Regions from separate parts of the Sus scrofa genome. Here region 2 is linked to region 1. The links are chromatin contacts, called in public promoter capture Hi-C maps. All regions are on one chromosome and are shown on one strand. The core of a region is the stretch at or near the end of the contact, and the rest is flanking DNA. Distances in the headings are between cores, read along the strand shown.

Region 1 (6,073 bases), core at 1,276-3,775:
CTAGTGTTTCTGAGAATCCAAAAATATTTCAAAAGCCAGTTACTGAAAATGTACAGTTTAATAGTATGAGATGCGCATTTATGATTTCGCTCAGACCTTACTGAAATCCTGCATGATACAGGAGCCCCATCGATCGGTAGTTTTAAATTCGGGGGCTAACTCCATGTTCTAGAAGGAAACACAGAATTTCACTTTTTGTTGCTCCTTACTTGAGACTGGGTCACTGAGAGACTCCACATCCTTCAAGCACTGGAGGACAGACTGGCCTCAGCCCCAGAGCCCCTCTCTCCTCTGGCTTCGGCTCTTCTCCTGCAACTCCTGCTACTTCCAGTCCTCACCACTCTTCTTGGGCCTCTTCCTAACCCCACCCTCGTCCTAGGACCACGTCAGAAGCAGTGTCGATTACCTTATTCAAATGCACGCAACACAGGGTAATTTTAGTGTTTGATCCACCCAGTCGATGAGAACTGGAAATAATTTAAACATTGGGCACCGAGTGGGCAGTTCTAAATAAACATGCGGTACCTCCCATGCTTTGCGTCTCAGGCGAGCCGAGGGCCAGGTACTGTCCATTGTCACATTAGTCTTGTGAAAATCCAGCTCCTGCTGCTCGCCACACAGGCCAAGAAATAGTTTATTCAGAAAACCAGCAGAATGAGAAGGTGGTGGACTAGTGTCCCAAAGACCTATCTCCCCCAATTAGAATTCAGGCTTTTTTTATACTAAAAGGGAAGGTGAGCCAGTCCTGGTTCCAGCCAGACTTCAGAGGAGATGTTAATTTCTTCCTTCCTGCAGCCATTGACAGGCGGGCCTGGTCAGGATGCTTCCTATGAGCTAAAGGAAGGTGTTTTGTTTATTTTTACAGCCACACCTGGGCATATGGAAGTTCCCCATCTAGGGGTCGAATTGGAGATACAGCTGCTGACCTACACCACAGCCACAGCCCCGCCAGATCCTTAACCCACTAACCGAGGCCGGGGACTGAACCCAAATCATCACAGACACTATATTGGGTTCTTAACCTGTGCCACAATGGGAACTCCTAAAGGAAGATGTTTTACCTTAATTCTTATTACCTGGGAGGCAAGGTTCCCAGAGATGGGCCATTAAGTGTAATTTAAGCTTACAGGCAACATTGCTTTAGTGATTAACTTGTGATACAATACAGACTCTTCCTTATTATAGGACTTCTTGGCCCAACTTGTATTAAAAAGTTGGAAGACCGTACAGTGAACACGCCCATACCTATCCTCCTAGACTCCATCTACCTACCCCTCTTTCCATTCATTTTACGTACCTTTTGATACATTTCAAAGTAAGGAGCAGACACTGGTACACTTCATCCTCAAACGCTTATTACTGTTTCTCCTTTACTAGACAGTAAGTTCTTTGAAGCAGGGAACTAATCTCGTTTATTCTTTTCCTGAATCATGCCTGGCACAGGCACAGTAACCAGTAGTCGGTTTTCCAGGAACCGCCCCCCGCCCCGTACTTTCTTACATTGAAGCCTCTCATAGCATGCACTTGGAGTTGCAGCTCTTTTTTGCCTTTTTGTCTTTTAGGAGGTTCCCAGGCTAGGGCGTCTAATCGGAGCTGTAGGCGCCAGCCTACGCCACAACCACAGCAACACTGGATCGGAGCCGCGTCTGCGACCTAGACCGCAGCTCACAACAACACCAGATCCTTAACCCACTGAGCAAGGCCAGGGATTGAACCGGCGTCCTCACGGGTGCTAGTGGGGTTCCTTAACCACTGAACCAGGACGGGAACTCCTGGAACTGCAGCTGTTTAGTGAGAGAATTTATTGACTTCTTTCAAGAGTATTAAGTTTTGGAGCCTGGTAAATGATAAATGGGGTGGGGGAATCCCATGATCACTGAGCAACCTCGAAAACCCCACTACGACCTCCCTGGGCTGCAGGGCGAGCGGTCTGCCCCATCTCCCTCCACCGCGCAGGCCAGGTACTGTCGGGCGGGGCCTTCCGCGCCAGCCAGACGGGTCACGTGCACCCGCGACGGCCACGCCCATCCCAGGCTCGGTCCCGGCACCGCGCCTGGGGCGGAGGGTCGTAGCGACGCTCGGCGTGCGTGCGCGAGCAAACGTGCTGCGTCCGGATAGCCGGGCCTTAGGTGCGGGGGACGGCAGGGTTGGCGGCGCATGTAGGTCTTGCGGCTCCCGGCTGGGCGGTCGGCAGCTTGGGCTCGAAGACGGCTTTACATCCCTGCCCGACCTCCGACCGCGCGGCAGGGTCTACGGGGCCTCTCCGTTGGCGGGTGGGCGGCACTGACCTTCCATGGATAGGGACAGGGGACATGGCTGAGCGCAAGGCCGCGTCCTCCGCGGGCACAGCCGCACGATCCCTTCCTCCCGCCGCAGGTCCCCTGACTCGCGCAGTGCCCTTCGCCTTTAGCTTTACCTGTACCGGGCCGCCGATTGGTAAGGTTTGGCCGAAGGAGCGCGCAAACGGGGCTCCCTTTCGCCTTCCGTAGTAGGCGGGGCTTCGGCCTGCGTCTTTAAAGGAAAGGTGACGTGAGGCGGGGTGCTTCCGGTCGGCGACTCAACGTCCGCCGACGGAAAATGTCGCTGCCGAGGGGAGTTCCCTTCGTGAAGTTGGTGCCGGCCTGGCCGGCTGCTGCAGGTTGAGCGGAGACCAGAGCATCCCTTCCCCACGTTCCATTAAGTCGGCTCCAACCTTGCTGTGGCTGTGTTCACATTAGGGCTTAGTTTTTGTGCACGTCTTTTTTTCTTAAATAACATAGTATTTTGATATATACTTAATAAACTGCTTTATAAACGTCTTCAAACGTTTAAACGTCTGTAATCGTTTGTGAGTTCGGATGCACTGTCTAGAATTGCAGGTGAGCAGACAGACTCGGAAAGTAAAGGCTCCCCTCGGTTCCCAGGTAAGCGGTCTCTGAGCCCCATCCCGGGCAGGGAAGGTCCACGTGGTGCCGGTAACCTGGGGAGCTCGGAGCAGTCAGCCTTTTAACTCAGGAGGAGACTGGCGTGGTGGGTGCGTGGTTTGCTCAGCTCTGGAGCCTTTCTATCCCTGGGTGCTGGCCTTGCACCTGGTCTCTTCCAGGCTGCTTTGAGGTCACCGCAGGCCCCGAGCCTGCAGGCCGCTGTGCCAGCCCCTGCCCCCCTTGCCGCTTCTCGGGCAAGACGTTGCTCAGTGGCACAGCGGGAATCTGTGATCGGGACTCAATGAAGCCACCTGGTTGGGTACTTGCAAATCCAGCGGGACGCTTCGCTTTACTCTCAAATAGCTTCTCAAATCACGCATTACCTGTTTCATTCCAGACGAGGAGACTAGTTCAGCTTTAAGTACCTCCTTGAGAGCAAAGACCACGTTTCCGTTTCCTCATCAAATCCATGGCGTCGAGCAAAGTAGGTACTAACTGAAAACAGCCAAGTGGTAAACCCAGAAAACACTAGATGTGACTCAAAGGCCAAGGTTAGTATTTGCATGTTGGCCTTTTCCAAGTTGAGAAGAATCAGAGATTCATTTTATCCTGCCGCAAATACTCCTTAATAGCAGGATGTGCTTGTTTGGTGTAGATCTAGAGGTAAGAGTGACCAGCTCGGTACTTGGGAACTGCTCGCCTTGGTAAGTTACCTGCTGGCCGCCAGGCACTGTTCTGAGCCCTCGAGTTGCATCAAGTCATTTAATCTTCAGGAAAACCCAATCAACCCTATTTCACAGATGAGGGAACTGAAGCCTGGACAAGTTACATAATTTGCCCAGGGTCATACAGATGACAGCAGAGTCAGGAATGAAAACCCAGGCAGCCTCGTGTCAGAGTTGGCGCCCTTGATGCTGAGCATCACTTACAAAGTGAGTGAACCAGTGGAGTTACCAGTCTCTGAAGATATTAAGTGAAACGGGTGAAACTGATAGAAGAGTTTGATACCCAACTTAAGGCTTAAAGCTTGGTAAGATCAAGTCCTCACTGGTAACTAGAGCTACCTGCCACTATGCCTTTTGCAGCCCCTCTTTGAAGGTGCGTGTGGCCACAGTAGATCTGGGCAGTTTTCTCGATGGCCGTCGTCAGATACCAGCTGTTGCTGGAAGGCGAGGGAGGAGCAGAATAGAGTGAGCACAGCAGCCGTGCCTTCAGAGAGAGAAGCAGCAGCATTTTATCCCTTCTCTTGAACTCTGCTTTGACCTCCGGCTGACATGAGATGGGGCGTTTTGGGCTCAGCTCCAGTGGGGGCAGGCATGGAAGCCCCTTGAATAAAATGATAGTCAAGCAGGCAGCTGGCTCTTTGGGGACCCCTTCCTGTGTTTATGGCCTCCGCTTGCTAAGGCACCCTTCTTGCTTTGGGGGTGTGGTAACAATCTGACGGGGTCACCAAGCCCCTGTGAGCGCTGGAACGTGTGGACTCTGAAGTGTACGGTGCGCTCCCCGTTGTAACTGTTTCTACCCGTAAAGAGCCCCACGTGTGAAAGCGCAGCTCGTTATGACTCAAATCCTGGTGACTCGAAAACTTAGACGTTTTCCACCACAGGGCGACTTCGGTGTTCGGCTTCCTCGTTGGCCCCCAGTGACCCACCTCCCCACACAATGCCCCTGTCTATGCTTTGCTCTGGCGAAGGAGTAAAGGGCATATTCCGCCTCCTCTCTCCCCACTGGTGCAGAGGGAGGCCTGGGAGTCAGTTGCTTGGCTCGGGTCACTGAGACTCAAAACACCTGTCCTCTTAAAAAGACAAAAAGCCAAAAACCTGTCCCATAAAGTGTTCTTCTGGGTGATTTCTTTCTTTTGTTTTGTCTTTTTGTCTTTTTGCTATTTCTTGGGCTGCTCCCGCAGCATATGGAGGTTCCCAGGCTAGGGGTTGAATCGGAGCTGTAGCCACCGGCCTACGCCAGAGCCACAGCAACGCGGGATCCGAGCCGAGTCTGCAACGTACACCACAGCTCACGGCAACGCCGGATCGTTAACCCACTGAGCAAGGGCAGGGACCGAACCCGCAACCTCATGGTTCCTAGTCGGATTCGTTAACCACTGCGCCACGACGGGAACTCCTGGGTGATTTCTTCAAAAGTTGTTAACACTGGGCTGTGTCTCCATGATGCCGCAGGGACAGCCACAAATTAGAAGCTAATCTGATAATCCTGCAGTGTGATAACGAGCATTTATTTTGAAGTCCTCTGTGGGGTCAGATTCTCCGCATATTTTTTGAGCTGTTGCTCATGGGTTGCAGCTGGTTTATATACCCCTCCCCTTCCTCCATTAGACTGTAAACTCCCACCGGGACCCTTGCACTGAACAGAAGGATGGGCGTCTATTCCGTGGGAGAGCCTACACGGGGCAGACTGAATCCAGGGACGGCGTTGTCTTAACTGGCCACGGCGCTCTCATCACAGCGCTGTCTAATAACCCAGAGGGTCCATTCTCCTGAGCGTACGTTTATGAACTGGTTGAAAGGGATCAAGAAGCAAGGGGTGCCCGGGGCTGTGGCTGACTGCGGGGTAACCTCAGAACCTCCGCAGGATGCTCTCGGCCCAATAGCTCATGGTCGTTGTCGTGTCTCCTATCATAAGGCATGAAAGCTGGAAGCCTTCCCACAGAATCTACCATCATCCCCAGGCAGAACGGGGATTAATCCATTCTAAGCATGTTAAAAAAAAAAAAAAAAAAAAAAAAAAAGCAATCAAAACAAAAAGACAGCTTTTTTTTTTTTTTTTTTTTTTTTTTAAAAAAAAAAAAGGAAATTTCAGGCAAGGAGATGAAAGCCTGTATCAGCAGCTGTCTCAGTGTTCCCGGCAACTGAGAGAATCTTAAATGACCTAAATCCATCATGCGCCTGCTTCTCTGGGTTCCTCAGAAGAGCTGGAGCATCTGGGGACCACATCTGTGTTAAAACCCTTCACGGGCTCTCAGACTATGCTTCAATTTCCTTATCATGCGTAAAACTTCCCATCACATTAGACTCCAGAGGAAATGTGTATCAAAAATGATGGCACCGATTATTATAACAGGGTGGCGGTTGGGAATGAGCAAAGCAAATTTGTCTGAGATGAATGGCATTGTGACGAGTTTCTTTTAAAAGCTCTCATGTCTGCTAAGTAAC
Region 2 (6,073 bases), core at 1,628-4,127, 610 kb after region 1:
AGCCGTCTAACTATAGCATCTTAGCTTACTTTCCTCCATCTTGTTCACAGGGATTTAACAGAAAACTCTGTCCAATACCGTAGTGAGGGCTGACTTTCGTCATCTTTGGCATCTCTCTCATCATCACAGTTGACTCTTGAGACTGAGGCTGCATCTCACACATTTCCATACATCAGAGCCTTGCACAGAGCTTGCTTGGTAGTGCATCCTCAGTAAGTGCTTATTTGAATGATTCTAATTGGGCATGAACTTCATCTTTAAGTCACCACAGGCACTATTTTCCTTTCCAAGTCATCAAGAGACATACATGCTGGTTCAGAAATGGTGAAATGTATAACAGAAAGAGCATGTGTTTTGGAATTAGAAGGCATGAGTTTAAATCCTGACTTTCTAAGTTATAAGCTGGGAACCACGTAATGCCAGGCCTGACTTAGTCTGTTCATCTATAAAATGGTAATAACCTATCTTTACTTTCCTGATAGGGCTCTTTTTCTTTTGGTTTGGTTTGGTTTTTTTTGGGTCGAGCCCATGGCATGCAGAAGTTCTTGGGGCCAGGGATCCAACCAGAGCCAGAGCAGTGACAATGCCAGATCCTGAACCTGCAAAGCCACCAGGAAACCCCTCCTCACAGGGTCCTTAGGAACATCAACATTTTTTTCTAAAGGGAAATTGGATCATATCATTACTTGACTTTTAAAACCCTGTAATGACTTTCCTTTTCCTTTCTCTGTTTTTTAAGGAATGCAGCCGTGGCATATGGAAGTTCCCAGGCTAGGGGTGGAACTGGGGCTGCAGCTGCCAGGCTACACCACAGGCACAGCAACATTGAATCCAAGCTGCAACGTACACCTACACCACAGCTTGTGGCAACGCTGGATTTTTTTTTTTTTTTTTTTTTTTTTTTTGTCTTTTTAGGGCTGCACCAGCAGCATATGGAGGTCCCCAGTCTAGGGGTCAAAGAGGAGCGGTAGCTGCCAGCCTACACCGCGGCCACAGCCACGCAGGATCCGAGTACCCTATGTGACCTACGCCACAGCTCACAGGCAATGCCAGATCCTTAACCCACTGAGCAAGGCCAGGGATCGAACCCAAGTCCTCATGGATACTATTTGGGTTTGTTACCCCTGAGCCACAACGGGAACTCCTGTAAAGACTTTCTATTGCCCTCAGGAAAAAGTCTAATTCTTTAACATGACTTTTAAGGATTCTCTGAAGTGCTCCCTGCTCAATTCTCCACTATCCTCATTTTAACAATCTAAGCTCTTTTTCACCTCAAAGCTTTTTGCACAAGCTGTTTGCTTTGCCTGGAAGGCTGTTTCCTGCACTCTTAGGCATTAATGACTAGGAGCAGCAAGACTACCAACAGCAACACAACCTACTGAATTCGTCCTAAGCAAAGGACACTATATACATTATTAGTTTACGCTTTACAAAGGAGGCACTTTTCTTACCTGGCTTACAGACAAGCAACAGAGAAGTGAAGCTACTTATCCAGAGTAACACAGCCCTGGGTTACAAACTGCTATCTGAATTCAACGCGAATGTTCTCAGCTCCTGCTGTTAAGGTATCACCGGGAAGTGTGACATCTTTTTTTTTCATCCTCTAAGAGCCAGTGTGTTAAGGCTACCACATTAGACAGCGGTTTGTAATAGCCCGGGGAACCCTAGGCCTCCCCAACCAGAGGTAAATGAATTCGGACAAGACTGCATCTTTATTTCTGCTTCCTTAGCTCCTAGCACGCGAAATGGGCATTAAAGACATAATACAGTATTATTATTTCGAGTTAGTCTAAGGAATATCACCAGGCTTACCCGTTTGTGGTCTATGGAATCCATTTTCCCCCCTTTCTGCAGTACACTCGCTTCTATCCGTTGTTCTGTGACCGCTTCTGCTTGCCACAATTCCTCAAACACTGCCAACAAACATGCCCCTTCCAACTGCCTCCTGAGAAGACCTTTCAGGGAGAGGAAAAACTAAAATGTTAAAACGATGTTCCCTTCAAAGCAAGTCTTTAAAATTCCCGAAAACTTCCCCCCCCCAAATATAGCAGAGCAGAACACTAGAGATCGCTGACGGAACAATTATCTTTTAAAAATGAATTTAAAATCAGGACTAGGCTGGTTGGGGGTAAGAAACCTAGCGCAGTTATAAATGAAACCTTCTGGTGCTGCCTAGGCAGCGCTGTCCCCAGGTGGCGTCTTACTTTTCATAATATTTTACCAAAGGCTTTCAGTAACATAAATAGAGAAAACAGGTGCTGCACTCAGCTGGGGGTTTGTCTACCTCAACCCTCTTTGGTTCGGGTTTTGGATGAAAGGCCCAGGAGTTCAGGCAATCAGTCCTGTAGTTCTCATCACCCTCGGCGGGAAGGAAGAGGAGGAGGGTGGCGAAAAAACGAGGGCGCGGAAGTGTGGCAAACAGACGCGGCTATTCTTCAAACAGAGCGGGGGCTTGGGCTCCGTCCCCAGGTGCGGCCCCTCGAAATGACCGCTCACGTTCCGCGCATTTCGTCTTCGCAATGAAAAAATGACGTCTGGGTTACAAGAAAGAGGACATGCAGAAAGGGAAAGCATTCGCGCCGGGAGGACTCCGCCGGCCGCCCGGCGTCGGGGAGCGCCGCCACCGACCGCCCATCCCACGGCAGCCCGCCCGCGGTGCCCCGGGGGCCGGACGCCCGGCTAGGCTTCCCCTCGCGCTCCCGCTACCCACAAGCCCCCGCGCCTGGGCGCGCAGGCGCAGCGGCGACGGCCGTCTCAGGAAGAGGAAAATGGAATAAACAACTCGGAGGAACTAGAGCGCGAGGGAGCGAGTGGAGGCAGAATTTAAAAATAAACCGGCCCCTCCGCCCTCCCCGCCCGTTCGCCGCCGCCGCTCCCCTACCCCAGCCCGCGCCCTCGAAGTCCCCGTCTGGGCCCGCGCGCCCACCCCGTCGTCCCGCGCGGCCCCTTTAAGAAAAGAGAACGAGAGAGTGAGTGAGAGAGAATCCCAACTCTCCCCCTCCCTCCCCTCCTTCCTACCCCCTCCTCCCTCCCCCCTCCCCTCCCCCCTCTCCCCGGGCGGCTCCGGCTCCCGCAGCGGGACGGACCCACCCGCTCAGGCTTTTCTCCGGCACCGGCAGCGTCTCCCTTCCCTCCCCGGTCTATGGTGGCGGCGGCTCCTCGGGCGGCAGCGGAAGACGAGGCTGCGGCGTTGCCATGAACAGTGGCGGCGGCCTCCCGCCCCCCTCGGCCGCCGCCTCCTCTTCCTCCTCCTCGCTGGCGGCGGCAGTGGCGGTGGTGGCCCCGCCGGGGGTCGGAGGTGTCCCCGGCGGGGCGGCGGCGGGAGTGAAGCTCAAGTACTGCCGCTACTACGCCAAGGATAAGACGTGCTTCTACGGGGAGGAGTGTCAGTTCCTGCATGAGGACCCGGCCGCCGGAGCTGCCCCGGGCCTCGGCCTCCATAGCAACAGCGTCCCCCTGGCTCTGGCGGGCGCGCCCGGGGCCGGCTTTCCGCCTGGAGCGGTCCCGGGCGGGGGAGCCGGGCCGCCCCCCGGGCCCAAGAAGCCGGACCTGGGGGGCCCGGGGGCAGGAGCGGCGGTCGGCGGCGGAGGCGGCAGCGGGGTCCTCGACGGACCGCGGCTGGCAAGTGAGTGGGGTCCGGACTGGGAGGGCGGCCTCGGCCTCGGGGAGGGAAGGCCTGGGGCCGGATGGGGCCCTGCGACCGAGCCCGGCCCGCAGGTCTGCCCCTCCGCCTGCCCCGGCGGTCTGAGAGGCCTAGGCCAGGCCTGAGCCTCCTTCCGTCTTCCTGCTTCCCCTCCCCATGGCCTTCGGCGAGCCCGGGAGCGAGGGGAGGCCGGCTTCCCGGTAACGTGGGTGGTGGACTGGGGTGGTGGGAGTGGGGGCGGGGAGGCAGGGGATGGGCTGTGGCGTGCGGGGTGCGAGAAAGGGGGTGTCGTTTCCGGGGGGTGTGGAAAGGGGCTGGGTTTGCAGGCACATGTGTTTTGCGTGCCCGAGTGGAGTGAAGTCGGCGGAGGGTTGCGGCTCCCTGGTGGGTGTGTGTGGCTTGGGGCGGGAGGGGAGGGCGGGCGTTGGGGCTTCCTGGCGGCGGTGGAAACGACGGGAAAAGTTTGTGGAAGGCTTCTGGGAGAAAGGTTTCCCAGGCAGGAAATGCTTTCTAAGGATTAGGAGAGACCCGACGGCAGCTTCTCTAGGGTGCTTAGTTAGAGAGGAGGAACTTCGCAGGACTTGGCTCGCAACCTCGGTTTCCCGCGAGCTGGAAGAAGTTTGCCGGGTGTCTGTAGGGATCTGTCTCCTACTACTTTGTATCAAGCGAACTCAGCGTGGAGCCTCGCAAGCGTGTCCTGTGCAGCGCCCATTTGTGTGCGGCTCTGAACTTGAATTCGGCTATCTTAGGACTGTGGGTTTTTTACTTGTTTGCTTGCAACTTTTTAGCTGCTAGTGAGTGGAGTTTACAGTGATAATAAGTGTTAAGTGTAATCTGTTTTAACGTTGTTTTAATGCTGCGCTTAAGGACAAAGTAGAGGTGTCAGGTTTTGCTTTTTTTGTTAGAGTTTCTTGAGCCCTTCTAAAATGGGCAAGTCTTAGGAATTCCAAACAGCTTTTAGATGAAATCATTTGATAGGCAGCTTAACTTGGACGTCAGAACATTTTTTGTCTTTTTAAACTGTAAATGCACTTGATGCTTGGTCACTTAATTGCTTTATGATGACTCTTAATTGTCTTCCCAGAGATCTGTGTTTTTTTTGGTTTTTTTTTTTTTTGGCTTTTTTTAAAGACGGACTTTAGTGCAGATAGAGTGGGTGAGGGTGATATACTAAGAAGATTAATTTGTAACTTAATGTGTTGTCAAAATGGTTACTTTATTAATGGAATGTTATCACTTTGGAGCAGCAACTTTGCATCTTCAAGGTAAACTTGCCAGATGTCTTGAGTTGTGGGTCAGATTAACTCAAGAATTGTTTGATTAGTAAACAGACTCAACAGTAGTTTTGTTATCTACAGGAAGAGAGGCACTTTCAGAAATGCATGTATTTGATTTAATAGGTGATATTTCTAGGATTTTCTAATACACCGAGGTAGTAGATTTGGGACATGAAAGCTAGGACAGGTGAAGATGGGAAATGGAGGAGAAACGTTCGCAGTTATTCAAAGGCAGGGATCGTTTCCTATCTCAGAAGAGGACAGCGATTGGGGTATGGGGTCTTGAGAGGACTGGCAGTTAGCGCTAAGAAAAGAAGGAGTTTTAAAATTAACATTTAGTCGTTTAACAGTTGTTAGAGTAAGTAGCTGCTTGTGTCTGTAGTGGGGTTTTGTAGGGCTTGCTTTAACTTGACTGGTAACTCTCAGTAGAACAGGCTGTGACTCCTTAATGGTTGAGGTTAAATTGCCTCATATCAGTGACTGCCAAGTCAAGGTGGTGATACAATGGCTGCTTTGAATTTTTATACTTTATTTTTAAATTTTCAGTCTACTTTCTACATTTTACAGTACTTTTGTACTGTATCTTTTGGAACTGACCTGATTTGTTAATTAAATGTATGAGGCAATTAAAATAGACAACATACCCTAAGAGCTATTGCTATTAGGAGAAATTTAAATTTTGTTAGTTGCTGACCTGATCATGTAGCATCACTGAGACTTTTTTTTTTTGCTTTTATTTAGTGCTGCATCTGCAGTGTATGGAGGTTCCTGGGCTAGCGGTCAAATTGGAGCTGCCGGCCTACGCCACAGTGCACGGCAACGCTGGATCATTAACCCACTGGGCAAAGCCAGGGATTGAACCCGAATCCTCATGGATACTAGTTGGGTTCTTAACGCACTGAGCCGCAATGGGAACTCCCACTGGAACAATTTTAATTTGCTGCTTTTTCCTCTGCTTTTCTTTAAATGTAAGAATGTACAGTATTTTTTTTTCCTTTTTTTTTTTTGCACCCCTCCCGCCCCCCCCGCCTGCATATGGAGTTCCCAGGCCAGCGATCAGATCCGAGCTGCAGTTGCAACCTACTTCAACACCAGATCCTTAACCCACTGTGCCGGGCTGGGAGTCGATCCTGTGACCCAGCGTTACAGAGAC

The links. Promoter capture Hi-C pulls out the DNA fragments that hold promoters and counts their contacts.
Region 2: a contact with region 1 is called in a promoter capture Hi-C map of liver, with 7 times the contacts expected there. The contact joins the promoter of PAN3 here to the promoter of MTIF3 in region 1. A contact is called at or near these places in 1 of 5 promoter capture datasets (liver) and 1 of 2 datasets of contacts at active chromatin or transcription factors (alveolar macrophages).

The regions. Positions count from the first base shown.
Region 1 is chr11:4,877,475-4,883,547 of Sscrofa11.1, forward strand. MTIF3 (translation initiation factor IF-3, mitochondrial) reads right to left here and starts at 2,526. Exons shown (of 4, transcript XM_001926477.7): 1 at 2,417-2,526.
Region 2 is chr11:5,484,142-5,490,214 of Sscrofa11.1, forward strand. It overlaps PAN3 (PAB-dependent poly(A)-specific ribonuclease subunit PAN3), which reads left to right and starts at 2,878. Exons shown (of 21, transcript XM_021065522.1): 1 at 2,878-2,969; 2 at 3,120-3,625. The coding sequence starts at 3,196. LOC100515792 (a long non-coding RNA gene) reads right to left here and starts at 2,706. Exons shown (of 3, transcript XR_001299446.2): 1 at 2,285-2,706; 2 at 1,813-1,955.